2 separate regions of the Ovis aries genome follow, and region 1 is linked to region 2. The links are chromatin contacts, called in public Hi-C maps. All regions are on one chromosome and are shown on one strand. The core of a region is the stretch at or near the end of the contact, and the rest is flanking DNA. Distances in the headings are between cores, read along the strand shown.

Evidence for each region. Hi-C and Micro-C count contacts between places; a contact is called where the count stands out from the background.
Region 1: a Hi-C map of liver shows a contact between it and region 2, with 4 times the contacts expected there. The contact joins the promoter of IL6ST here to the enhancer-like site in region 2. A contact is called at or near these places in 3 of 16 Hi-C or Micro-C datasets (blood, liver and omental adipose tissue).

What each region holds. Positions count from the first base shown.
Region 1 is chr16:23,366,910-23,374,344 of ARS-UI_Ramb_v3.0, forward strand. IL6ST (interleukin 6 cytokine family signal transducer) reads left to right here and starts at 1,684. Exons shown (of 16, transcript XM_012096909.4): 1 at 1,684-1,917. It overlaps LOC114118738 (small ribosomal subunit protein bS18m-like), which reads left to right and starts at 1,894. Exons shown (of 1, transcript XM_042233780.2): 1 at 1,894-7,435.
Region 2 is chr16:23,290,335-23,297,224 of ARS-UI_Ramb_v3.0, forward strand. No RefSeq gene overlaps it. Among named protein-coding and RNA genes, the nearest start is that of IL6ST, 75 kb to the right of the region's middle. Within about 2 kb of position 3,682, at least 12 of the 54 cell types and tissues checked have an H3K27ac peak or open chromatin away from gene starts, as enhancers often do. A contact at or near this core is called in liver, where this site is marked.

The sequences.
Region 1 (7,435 bases), core at 434-2,933, 75 kb after region 2:
GAAAAACCATAGCTTTGACTAGACAGACCTTTGTTGGCAAAGAATGTCTCTGCTTTTTAATATGCTGTCTGGGTTGGTCATAGCTTTTCTTCCAAGGAGCAAGTGTCTTTTAACATCATGGCTGCAGTCACTGTCCACAGTGATTTTGGACACCAAGAAAATAAAATCTGTCACTGTTTCCACTTTTTCCCCATCTTTTTGCCTTGGAGTGATGAACAGGGTGCCATGATTTTAGTGCGGTTTCTTTTTTCCCATGATCTTAGTTTTTCAATGTTGAGTTTTAAGCCAGCTTTTTCACTCTCCTCTTTCACTTTCATCAAGAGACTCTAGTTCCTCTTAACTTTCTGCCTTTAGGGTGGTATCATCTGCATATCTGAGGTTGTTGATATTGACTGTAGTTCCCTGTGCTACACAGTAGGTCCTTGGTTATCTGATTTATATATAGTAGTGTGCATATAAAACTCCTAGTTTATCCCCCCTCATTTAACATTTTATAAGTTTGTTTTAAAATAAATATACCCATAAATGGCTGAGCTAGGATACAATCCAGTCACTCTCTGGAGGTTAGATATAGGATGACAGGAAGCAGCAAGAACCAAACACACAATGGAGCTTTGTCTCTTCTGCAGCACAACTCCCGAGCTGGCCTGGGACTCCCTTAGCTGGACACAAAACAGGCCCATTTCCCTGTGTTTTAAAAATTATCTGATCAACTAGGAGATCATAATTTGCTTTGTGTTTTACTGTATCTGAATCCTCAATTTAATGAAAAACGTTACAATTGTTAATTTATGGGTATAATTTGTTCAATTATTGCCCTCCAATAGCCTGCCATTTTTCCACAAAAGGCGCTGGCCTTGGGTTTTTCTTGATACACACAGACACACACAGACACACACACACCATTTATCTTTTAAGCTTCTCATCTTACTTTGAAAAAAATATACATCAAAGTGAGCCTAAAGGTTCATTTCCCAGACCACTAGCGGGAAAGAGAAAGGTTGTAATGAAATTTGTTTTTATTTGGTATTTTTGTCACAGATTGGAAGTACAAATTGCAAGAAAAACTAGTTTCTTGGCGTGTCACCAACTCTGAGGTTCTCTGATCGATCACACCCAAACATATTTATTAACTTAAAAATATATATCATGGCAAGGTTCTTTTACGTAAGGCTTGGAGCCGAAGCCGCCACAATCTGCGGTAATCTCACATGGAATCATTGTCACCGAGCCCTTCACATTCCCTGAGGAACTCCCACGCTTCCCCAGTCCCCAAGGACAGCCGGCAGTCCCTCGCGGCTCCGAGGTCCCTGGGGAAGGCACTGAACGCAGGCCAAAAGAGCCTCGGCAAGAAGTCAGGACGGACGGCACGGGTAGCACCCGGGCTTTAGTTCACGACCCCGTTATTCCACGGAAAAATGGAACATTCCGCTCCTTCCGCCCGCAGAGGGGAGGTGGGGGAACCCTTCGATCTAGTCTGGGAGAGGCGACGCGGGCGCAGCCACCGGAATCCGGGACGCCAGGAACCGCGTTACGGGAATAGCAGCCGCTCGGAGTACCGCCTCCTCGCCTTCGGGCTACCGCTGAGCCAATGCCGGAGCGCGCCGAGTATCACAGAGGCCAATCAGCTTACAGAGTCCAAGTCCGGGGGCGGGGCGTTACGGGGCGCCGCGGGGCGGGGTCAGGGGGCGCCTTGCCCCGCAGCGGGAGGAGGGACGCGTGCCGCGTCTGCTGGAAGGTCCCGGGAGCTAGCCGGAGCTGAGGCAAGGAGCCGACAGGCCCGCGGAGCCGCGCGGGGAAGGCCCGGGCGCAGCTGAGCTTGCGGCCGCGGCTGCTGGCCGACGGAGTCGGCCGGGCCAGGCGCCGAGTGGGACGTGCTCTGTGGAGACGCGGAGGAGCGAGTCACCGCGGCCTGAGGTGAGGAGGGGCCTTGGCCGGGTTGAAGGGCCGTGTAGCCGGAGGGTGAGGGCTGCGTCGGGGCGGCCGGGTCAGGGGACTCGAGGGGCCATCCTTCTCCGAGAGAGGGGCGCCCCGACAGCGCGCGCCCCAAACTTCTTGTTACCCCAGCCTGGAAATCCCCACATTCCTTTCTCTCCCTGTTCCCACATCTCCGAATTTGATCTCCACAAGTTTATCACCTAGATTTCCCAACGCTAAAAAAAGCCTCACTTACACACAAGTACACACGCACAAACCACACACACACCCCTTCTTAAGCCTCTAGTTTCCAACACCTTTCTTGACTCTACCCCTTTTGGCTACCAAGTCCCCGGTTTCCCCCGGTTCCTCTTCTATCTCCCTTAAATTCCATTAGCCCCGCACTTGACCCTTCATTTTCATCTCGGAGATTAATTTCCTTTTCATCATTGTAACGCTTCAACATTGCTGAAAGTTACACCGTGTACTAAAATTCCTCACTAATGCCTCTTTTCATCTTTTGATTGCTTACAGAGCCAGGCCCTAATGAACCCCACATATCACTGTGTCCTAAAGGCGCCGGATTTTTAAAAAATTATATCACCCCTCCCCCAAGTTTAAAGATCATTCCAAGCAGCAGAGTTCTGTTTTTCAGTATTTTTTCGAATTGAAAAAGAACAAAATCACAGCTTAAAGATAAGACCTGCCACTTTTGTTCTTTTCTTCTTCCCATTTCGGTTTAATTTGTGTAGTATTGGGCATTTCAGCGATTATACTGCTTTAAAATAATTGTTAGGATGCCAGGATGAAATTCTAAAAGATTGGAGTGTTTGGTTTAGTCAGTACAGTAAACAAACCCTTTAGACTGTGTGACTGCCAGCTTCAAGTTGGAACAACTCTTAATTTGAAATTACTGACTCAGATCATCATATGAGCCATTCGCCATTATCATAATTTCTTAAATTCATGTTAATTCCTATTTGGAAGTATTTTTGAACTGTAAACTGGAATACTACAATTATAGAACCAACTTGCTATTAAGTTAAATTGTGCTTTCCAAATATTTCTCTTTGGGGACAATTTTGAATACTTGTTTTTAATCACAAGTGGAAGAAAAAATTACTGGATGGAGAAAGTGTCATAAAAGATGAATTTTGTGGTAGAATTTTTGCTTCATCCCAATTCTGTATTATTGACTCTACATGTTTAATTTTCTCATAGGTAATTTAGAATATATGTGGCTAATTTAATACATTTTCTTGTGTACTGAAAAATGTGTTCAGTTATTTATGAATTACCATATTTTCAATTTATTTAAAATTTTTCCAAGGGAATTTACATTTCAGTTAAATGTTAGGGTGGATGTCGATTGTCCTATACCTGTGAAATTGATGTTTCAGTACGCACTTTATAAAGAAGGAAACTAAAGCTCAGTGTCCCTTTGAAACCTAGACCTGTAATTCCAAATCCTGCACTCTCAATCAGTCATTTTGTCATGCTAACACGTTTCTCCTAAAGGGTCCACTGCTACAATTTGGGAAGAACTCCCCAAAATTCCTCTGCAGGGAGGGTTTTTTCTCCCAGAAGCTATTTGAGAGCAGCTTATTTTAATGGGAGTCAGAATTCCCTGGCGCTGATACATTTGCAGTTTGGCTCTTAGAGAAGCATGGAATGTTCTCCCAGTCTTCTCCATTTCTTTGATTGCAAAGACATTTTGATCAGAGTTGAAGTTTCTACTGAGCTTTATTATTTTGCATAACAAGTACTACGCACTTAGTAGTTACTGTAGGAACTCAGATAGGTGCATAAATTGTCCTTAGGACCTTCAAAGAGTTTACAGCAATTGGGTAGACATTTTGTGAAAAACAACAAGGATGCAAGGTAGTTTTAATTAAATGCAGAGTGATACAGAAGATGCTATAAATATCCAGATTAGGCAGTAATCATTTATGGGTTGAAATGATCAAAGGATTTACCAGAGGTCATCAACCTTGAAAACTGGGTAGGTGGTGGTTTAGTTGCTAAGTCGTGTCCAACTCTTTCAACCCCGTGAACTGTAGCTTGCCAGGCTCTTCTGTTCAAGGGATTTTCCAGGCAAGAATACTGGAGTGGGTGAAACCTGGGTAAGATTTGGATAAAGGGAAAAATGAAAGGAGCCCATTCCAAATAGAAGTCAATGTGGAAAGGGTAAACAATAATCAAGGTATAGTAATCATAGTAGTACAATGTGTGTGTAATGCTTATTTTGTGTCAGTCACTGTTTTGAACACTTTGCTTATATTAATTCATTTAATCTTTATAACCTTATAAAGTACATCTTATTATTTTCTTTTTATAAGGAAAGAAGCCAAGGCATAGAGAGCTTAATTAACTCACCGGGTGCCACAGGGCTGTTAAGTGGTGGTAGTTATTGTTCATTTGCTAAGTTGATTCCTACTCTTTGCAGACTTGTGAACTGCAGCAAGCCAGGCTTCCCTGTCCTTCACTATCTTCCAGAGTTTTCTCAAACTCGTATCCATTGAGTCAGTGATGCCATCCAACCATCTTATCCCCGGTCACCTCTTTTTCCTCTTGCCTTCGATCTTTCCTAGCAGCAGGGTCTTTTCCAGTGAGTCAGCTCTTCACATCAGGTGGCCTAACTGTTGGAGCTTCTGCTTCAGCATCAGTCCTTCCAATGAATATTAAGGGTTAATTTCCTTTAGGATGGACTGGTTTGATCTCCTTACTGTCCAAGAGACTCTCAAGAGCCTTCTCCAACACCACAGTTTGAAAGGATCAGTTCTTCAGTGCTCAGCCTTCTTTATGGTCCAACTCTCACATCCATCTATGACATCTGGAAAAACCATGGCTTTGACTAGATGGACGTTTGTTGACAAAGTGATGTCTTTGCTTTTTAATACACTGCCGAGGTTTGTCATGGCTTTTCTTCCAAGGAGCAAGTGTCACTTAATTTCATGTTTTCAGTCACTGTCTGTAGTGATTTTGGAGCCCAAGAAAATAAAACCTGTCACCGTTTCCACTTTTTCCCCATCTATTTGCCATGAAGTGATGGGACTGGATACCATGATCTTAGTTTTTGAATGTTGAGTTTTAAGCCAGCTTTTTCACTCTCCTCTTTCACCTTCATCAGGAGGCTCTTTAGTTCCTCTTCTCTTTCTGCCATTGAAGTGGTATCTTCTGAGGTATATCCAGAATTTATACCTAGACATCCTGACTTCAGAATCTGAGCTCCTAAAGCTGGTAAGTATACTACTTCTTCATATAGTATACTTGAGTGACAGCTGGAATAATATGGCCATTCCAGGAGGTCTTTTAAAACCCACTCTTAATTGTCCACTGTGTGCTTCAGAGGGCTTCCCTGTTGGCTCAGTGGTAAAGAATCCACTTACCAATGCAAGAGATGTGAGTTCAGTCCCTGGGTCTTGAAGATCTGCTGGAGAAGGAAATGGCAACCCACTCCAGTCTGCTTGTCTGGGAAATCCCATGGACCGAGGAACCTGGCAGGCTGCAGTCCATGGGGTTGCAAAAGAATCATAAATGACTTAGCGACTAAACAACAGCAACAGTGTGCTTTAAAGTTTGTTAGATTCTCAGGATATGAAAAATATAAACAAAAATTACAATGCAAATGCTGTGGATCCTGTTAGGGAACTGTATACAAGTGCTTTGGGAGCAAAGATGTTTATGGGAGTGGGGAGGAATTCCACAGAAGAGATAATGTTTCTTCTGAATTATAAACAATTAGTACAAAGCAGAGTTTGGGGAAAGATATTTCTAGAGTCAAGGAATAGCATTTGTGGAAGCACACTCTGAAAAACAGTATGTTAGAGAAAGCAGTAGTTTGCTGTGACTTGAGCTTAAAGTCTGTAAGGGCAGCTAGTAGGACATGACATAAGGAAAGAGCAAATTGTGTGGCATGGTAAAGTTAAGTAAAATGAAGAGCTTAATTATTTGCTTTGCATTTAGGAAACTAGAAAAATAATTTCAGCGTGATCAGAGTAGAAACCAGATTAATTGCAGTTTTCTCTAGAGCTTAAGGGCAAAATCTGAGTAGAGGGTTTTGGTTTTTCTTAAGAATAGATTTAAATATTAAAAAGGAGAAATTGGACAAGCACACTGAAACCAAATTTTCAAGTTCTTAAATAGCTAAAATATTGGGCATTATTATTCACCCTTTAAAAAGCTATGAGGAAAAGAGTGACAAGTTTGAAATAGGTTTAGAGATATTTCACCCATCAGTAATAATATTCAGAATGAGTTGGAGGGAAGAAAGAGACCAGAAGGAGGAAGGCAGTTTGTAAGAACTGAGGTAATCAGTGCTTGAATTAGGTTGGTCATGGTAGAGGGTAGAAAAGAAAAAACAAGTGGGAAAGATTATGAAAGAAGATTAAATAGATTTGTAACTGAGAAAAGCTAGAATGTAATGTATAGGCAAGAGACAATGAGAGACCCTACTGTAGAAAATTCAAGAAGGATGTAATTTTGGATGAGGATTCTCTGATAGCTCAGTTGGTAAAGAATCCGCCTGCAATGCAGGAGACCCCGGTTTGATTCCTGAGTTGGGAAGATACCCTGGAGAAGGAATAGGCTACCTACCCACGCTAGTATTCTTGGGCTTCCCTTGTGGCTCAGCTGGTAAAGAATCCGCCCGCAATGCGGGAGACCTGGGTTCGATCCCTGGGTTGGAAAGATCCCCTGGAGAAGGGAAAGGCTACCCACTCCAGTATTCTGGCCTGGAGAATTCCATGGACAAAGTCCATGGGGTCGCAAAGAGTCGGACAGGACTAAGTGACTTTCAGAAAGCACTGTGATTTTTTTTTTTAAGTGGGTTCATTTATGTATTTATGTGTGTGTTGAGTATGTATTTTTAGATCTATTAAACTTATTTGAGTTACAGGCAGAATATCCAAGATGATGATATATAACTGAACTTAGAAGGAAGATATCAGAATATTTGAAATTATTTTGTGTGAAGGTAGCAGTTGAAGTCATACATTTTCAAAGTTGGTGCTTTAAAAGAAGAATAGAAGTCAAATAATTTTGGGTACATGCATATCCCAGAGACAGAGGAGCCTAGTGGGCTGCCGTCTGTGGGGTCGCACAGAGTTGGACACGACTGAAGCGACTTAGCAGCAGCAGCAGCAGCATAGCCAAAAGATAAGACCTAGCAGAGAATGCTGTGAATGAGACAGTAAAGTGAATAAAGGAAAGAATTCAACCACACAATATGGATGCATAGAAACTGAGAGATATGAAAATTAATAGGAAGCAGAGATAATCAATGTGAAATGCTTCAGAATGTTTGTGATATTGTTTAAATGGCTACAGTCTCTTTTATTCTATTTATCATATCTTAGTGCAATTTCATGAGAAATATTAGCCAATTAACATGAATAAGAGAGCTCAATCCCTTGAAATGTGGTATATTATGGATTATTGTTTTAAAGCTGAATGTATATATATCCATAGAAGGAGCTTCATTCCGTTTAGCACAATGAATCTGTTGCCCTGTGAAAAT
Region 2 (6,890 bases), core at 2,432-4,931:
GTCCTAACATCGGCAGGATAATGAGGCATCATCAAAATGGTGTAAAGTAGGGAGGGCAGGTTGCATACGCCCTGATGCGAATGCACAGAAAGAGCTCCAGCTGCAACATGAAGAACGGAAGAAAGAGGACAAAAATGGAGTCAGGGAGACTAGTTAGGAGTTTGCCGCATTAACCAGGTGAGAGATAGAGTAACTCAAATGAACACAGAGGCATTGGGGATAGAGAGAAATAAACGGATTTTAAATATTCAAGATGTAAAATGAATGGGTCTTGGTGAGTGACTGGATGTGGGGTACGTGGAGGGAGGAGCTGAGCGTGACATCAGGATTATGACTAGGAAAACTCAAAGATGATGTCGCTATTTACTAAGAAAGGGAGTACAGGGTGGGGTCAGGAGGGGTGGGGCACTGGGGACAGGCTCAAGGGTGGAGATGATGAGCTCAGTTTAGGAAGTTCCCAATCTAAAATGCCAGTAGGATATCCATGTGGAGATGACAGCACACTACTGAATTTTCTGTGGCTTCTATGATGAACAGGTAAACATAAATGAAACCCACAAAGGATTCTAAGAAATTATCATGGAAAAGATGAATATCACTAAACCAAGGGAAGACAGCTTCAAGGGGATAGTGGTCACTAGTATTGGATGATCCTTAAAGCTCAAATCAGATAATGTCAGGGAAAAAAACCTTAAAATTTAGCAACAGTGTTATTAGTGATCTTGGTAGGAGAAGCAGCAGAGGAATGTTGGAACAGAGGCTAGATTTCAAGAATTTCAGAGTGGAGGATAAGGAAGTGGTGATGGTGAGTACAGACACATGTTTCAATACACTCGACTGAAGCCAGAAAGAACCAGATAAGGAAGTAAACTTCCCCAGTGGTAAAGAACCCACCTGCCAGTGTAGGAGATACAGGTTTGATCCCTGGGTCAGGAAGATCCCCTGAAGAAGGGAATGTCAACCCACTCCAATATCCTTGCCTGGGAAACCCCATGGACCAAGGAGCCTGAGAGGCTCTAGTCCAGGGGGTCTCAAAAGAGTTGGACACAATTTAGCGACTAAATGACAAGGAAGTAGGTGAATGTTTTAAAATATAGGTTTCATTATTATTCTAGTAATGTGAGACCAACAGATCAGGAGGGGTGCCAGGCCTCACAGGGTCTTACAGGGAAGCCCCAGGAGGAAGAAAAAGAGGGAAAACATAGACAGGAGATTTGATTATGGTTTTTACAGGAAGAAAAGCAACACAGGGTAAGAAGGTTTAGGATTGGTTAGTTGAAAAAATTTTAGTAGGCTCTCATAGAGGCTGTTTTCAGCCCTCTGGTATCTGGCCCTGGGGTGATTAGGGCAGGAGGATAATGGGCCAAGCATAAGGACCCTATGAAAACCAATAAAGGAGGTGGTTAGGGTATGGGCTCTGGAACTGGTTACTTTGCATAGAAAAAGTACACTCTCAGGTGAGTAGTGTTATATCGCTAGGAATTAGTTATCTCTGGGGGGTGGGGGAGCGGCAAGGAAACCCTTCCCTGATCAGCAAGGCTTCAAATGCCAGAGTATCAAAAATATAGAAGTATCTGGTATGATGTAACATACCACTGAATGACCTCTCTGCTAACACCCTTTATGTTTCAATAAATTTCTCTAGATCTAAAAAAAAAAAAGAATATAAAATTATGAAAATATCATTAATACATTAGAAAGGAATGTAGAAGCTGTGGAAGATATTATTTTTAGCCTAGGAGAAATAACTTTAAACAACTTAGGCTTGTTTAAATACTGATGATGGGAATCAGTAGCAAGTGAGGCAGCAGGACAGAGGAGGGATCTGCAGTGGAACAAAGTCTATCAGACTTGCAAGAGAAACATAGAACCTTACAATGACCTTGGCAATGAGCAATCACTTCAACTATGATGGAAGGAAAGGAGGAAGATAAGTATCCTTGCAGATGTGGCAAGATTTTGAGGGAGTTACTTTCTAGTGGCTTTTATTTTCCCTTACAAAGTAGAAGATTCCCCAATAGATTATACATAGGGCTTCCCTGGTATCTCAGTGGTAAAGAATCTGTCTGCCTAAGCAGGAGAGCTGGATTCAATTCCTGGGTCCAGAAGATCCCCTGGAAAATGAAACGGCAACCCACTCCAGTATTCTTGCCTGGGAAATCACATGGACAGAGAAGCCTGGCTACAGTCTGTAGCCCACCAGGCTCCTCTGTCCATAGGACTGAAAAAGAGTTGGATGTGATTTAGTGATTTAGGGCTTCCCTTGTGGCTCAGCTGGCAAAGAGTCTGCCTACAATGGTGGGAGACCTGGGTTCAATCCCTGGGTTGGGAAGATCCCTGGAGAAAGGAAAGGCTACCCACTCCAGTATTCTGGGGTGGATAATTCCATGGACCTATGCAGTCTATGGGGTCGCATAGAGTTGGACACTACTGAGCAACTTTCACTTAGTGACTAAACAACAATTTTTTGTGTGTATGTCTGTGTGTGTGTGTGTGTATTGGGAGAGAGAAAGATGCCAACTTTACAGTCAAAATTTTTCTCTGATAGTGATTTCACTTATAACTAGAAAATAAGACAAAATAAAACTTGTCATTAAGTGTTCTCTTTCCTTCCTTTAACAGGTAGGGCTTATGTCCTAGCCACAGCTGTAGGCCCAGGAGATGCCTTCCAAGCTCCAGGGAGCAGCGTGTGGACCAGCACAGCTATTGATGACTCCTGGGCACCAGCTCAGATCATAGGAATGATTGCTGTGTGCCCAGTGAGACTTCAGTCACTGGAACACTGGGGAAGGACAGAGAAGGGAGGGTTTCCTAAAGCCCAAGAAGCGCTGGTGGCCCAGGAAAGAATTACTGAAGAAGTCGGGGGCTGACCTCAGAGAAGCAGAGGCTAAAGAGCAGGAAGAAAGAACCTAAAGATAGAAGTCCAGAAAGGGCAAGTGCAATTCACATAGACAACCAAGTCAACTTCCTGAAACTCACACTGCAGATTATTCAGAACTTGAAGACACTAACTCCAACCACTCTCTCCCTCCCTCTCCCACCAACACCCTTTTTGTTTTTGTTTGTTATACAAAATCTTTTGGCTATTTTCTGTATTCATTGCCTTCAAATAAAGTATTAATCTGCTTTAAAGCTCAAGTGATGATTTCCAGTTACTTAGTCAGCTTCCTAATGTACTTCCAGAAAGCCAAAGCTGTTTGAAACTCTGAGGCCCCACTTCCCACCGTGGCTTCACACAGGAATTTCCACCCCACGTGGCTGACGCCAGGAAATGGTAGGGCCCTCTGCATGCCCAGGTGATCCATCCCTGATTGTGCGTTAGGAAGGCCCTGACATAAAAGCGATTTTCAAGGTTCCAGCTTTCCTTGCTGTTCTCAGCAATCTGCTTTCCAAATCAACCATGTAGCAAAGCGGAGGCCAAGTGACCTGCCAAAAAGCCCAGGCCTCCCACTGGGTCTTGAGGAGGGCACACAGAAGTTTCTACCGCTCCTGCCGTCTCCCTACTCTGGGGATCAAGTTGCTATTGTGCCACAAAGAGGGGAGTCCTTGAGGGGTCACCTGATCTCTCACCAGCACCCTCCCCCCACTCTCCCTAAGCTGTTGCAAAAGAGACAGGCTCAGATCCGCCTTAATGAAACCTCTAGAGAAAAAGATTTCATAAACTTCCGCAGTGACTATTTCAAAACCAAATAATGTTCTGATTTTGCCAGAGAGTGGAATGTGACTGTGTGTAGGGGGGTAGGGAAGAGAGCACCACAGCAAAAGGGAAAACAGGAAACAGAGTTAGGAAAAGGAAAAGCCAGGAAATGAAAAGTTTTAACTATAATCTCCCAGTTGAGAATTTTGTGTAAAAGTATAGCTCTTTGCAACCCCATGGCCTGTAGCCCACCAGGCTCCTCTGTCAATGGAATTTTCCAGGCAAGAATACTGGAGTGGGTTGCTATTTCCCTCTCCAGGGGAATCTTCCTGACCCAGGAGTTGAACTCAGATCTCTTGCATCTCCTGCATTGGCAGGTGGGTTCTTTACCAGCTGAGCCCCCAGGGAAGCCTGTAAAATTATAAAGTCCTCTTGTTTCTCCTCTTCGGTATCAGGCATTTTACCACGTTCAGGAAGAATAAAACAGGACCTACTCCACCACTAGACATGAGTTGTTGGAGAGTTTTTTCTTTGTTAAAAAAATAAATAAACAACTAGAAATTCCACGGAGCCAAAGTAAACAGATATTCATATCAGGCTGGCTGGAACTGTCCCTCCAGGGGTTCCAGCCCACACCCTCTGCTGCCATGACTGTCCTCCTCCACTTCTCTCTTCCCCTAAAGAGGGATCAACACTTTCAGGAATCCTCTGTATGCCTGAATTTTCATGTTCTCTGACTGCCTGTGGCCTAGGACTTCCAATTTAAACCCACAGCTATTCCCAGCCTGCCCCCGCCCCCTGAACTTCATTCTTTCTCCCCACTCCAAGCTGCCTACCACCTCCCACCTCCACCCATCCCTCTGAAATGGAAAGTAGATCCTACTCTTCCCAGGTGATTTGCTGGAGCATCTCAGCCAAGACAATTGTCCATTGACTTTACAGCAGAGGCTAAATCCTGTCATGTTTCTCCACCAAATCAGTGGAAATCTCTTTGTTGCCAGCAGGAGTCAGTGGGAATGATTTTCTGCCTGGAGACAGACTATTTGGGGGCAAGAGAGTCGGGGTGGGACTACTGGACCTGACATCACTTAGAAAACAGGCTCTTTTCCTGGGATGAATTTAAGAGGTTTAATGACTTCATGGAAAAGGAAATGGCAACCCATTCCAGTTTTCTTGCCTGGGAAACCCCATGGATAGAGGAGCCTAGAGGGCTACAGTTCATGGGGTCTTAAGAGTTGGACATGACTTAGTGACTAAACAGCATTGACTTCATGGAAGTTGAAGGAGAGCTTATTGTTGTTTAGTTGCTCAGTCGTGTCTGACTCTTTGAGACCCCATGAACTGCAAGACACCAGGCTTCCCTGTCCTTCACTATATCCTGGAGTTTGCTCAAATTCATGTCTCATTAGCATGAGACAGTCATGCTATCTAACCATCTCATCCTCTGCTGCCCTCTTCTCCTTTTGCCTTAAATCCTTCCCAGCATCAAGGTTTTTTCCAGTAATTTGGCTCTTCCCATTAGATGGCCAAAGTATTGGAGCTTTAGCATCAGTCCTTCCAATGGATATTCAGGGTTGATTTCCTTTAGGATTGACTGGTTTGATCTCCTTGCAGTCCAAGGGACTCTCAAGAGTTTTCTCCAGTACCACAATTTGAAAGCATCAGTTCTTCAATGTTCAGCTTTCTTTATAATCCAACTCTCACATCTGTACATGACTACTGGAAAGATCATAGCTTTGACTATATGGATCTTTGTCGGCAATGTCATCTCTCTGCTTTTTAATATGCTGTCTAGGTTTGTCATAATTTTTCTTCCAATGAGCAAGTGTCTTTTAATTTCATGGCTGCAGTCACCATGCGCAGTGATTTTGGAGCCAAAGAAAATAATATCTGTCACTCCTTCCACTATTTCCCCTTCTATTTGCCATAAAGTGATGGGATCAGATGCTATGATCTTAGTTTTTTGACTGTTGAGTTTTAAGCCAGGTTTTTCACTCTCCTCTTTCGCCCTCATCAAGAGACTCTTTAGTTCCTCTTCACTTTCTGCCATTAGAGTATCATCTGCATATCTTAGGTTGTTGATATTTCTCCTGGCAATCTTGACTCCAGCTTGTGATTCATTCAGCCTGGCATTTTGCATGATCTATATAAAAGTTAAATAAATAGGATGACAATATACAGCCTTGTCATACTCCCTTCCCAATTTTGAACCAGTCAGTGGAAGCCCCTTCAAGGCTCATAGCCTTGTCATGGTGAAGGAGCTTGAGTAACTCAATAAAGCTATGAGCCATGCCACTCAGGGCAACCCAAGATGGATGGGTCATAGCGGAGAGTTCTGACAGAATGTGGTCCACTGGAGGACAGAATGGCAAACCACTCCAGTATTCTTGTCTGAAGAACCGCATGAATGGCATAAAAAGGAAGGAGTTTAACTTCACTCAAAATGGGGGCTCCTGGTTGCTGCCACTGATAATGAAAAGATTCATTCATGGAGACTCAAGAGTCCTAGGTTCAAACACTTTCTCCCCAACATGCTTTATGGGCACCAAGGTCTCGTGTGGTTGTTGCTGGCAGTGATGGGAGAGCTGTGCAGGCCCCTGCTTGGTTGGAAGGCTCACACTAGCTGACGGCAAGGACAGGAAAGGGACATCCAAGCAGAAGGTGTGAGAGCACAGGGTTAAGTGTCCAGTCTTGATGCCTCAAGGATCTGTGCTGAGACGATGAGAACAAAGAAGAGGATAGAGTGGGAGGTCCTTGACACGGAGGAGACTCCTGCAGCGGTGCCTATGGTTCTTCCTTAGGTCAGCTCACCTCGGAAGTCTGGCAAAGTTAAACAACACCAAGAAAGTGGGACTTTTGATAGAATTGGCTAGATTTCTTCAATAAGTCAATAAACATGGGAAAGAGGGGAAGGGACTGTTGAAAGTTAAAAGAGATTTAGGAACATAATAGCTGAATGTCTCCAACTGGTTGGTCAAGGACCTACTAAGGTATACCCAAAGTGGATTCTAATTTAAATAAACCATTCATAAGAAATCTTCTGGGGACAATGGTGACATTTGGGAACTATTTGTTAGGTGTGATAATATGAATATGTGTGAAAATGGTATTATGGTTCTGTCAGAAAATGTCATTATTTTCAGAGATGTATTTAGGGGTAAAATGTTATTAAATCTGAAATTCACTTTGAAATAGTTGAGCAAAAACAGAACAGGTTGAGCAAAAACAGGTGAAGTAAACATGGCAAGGTGTA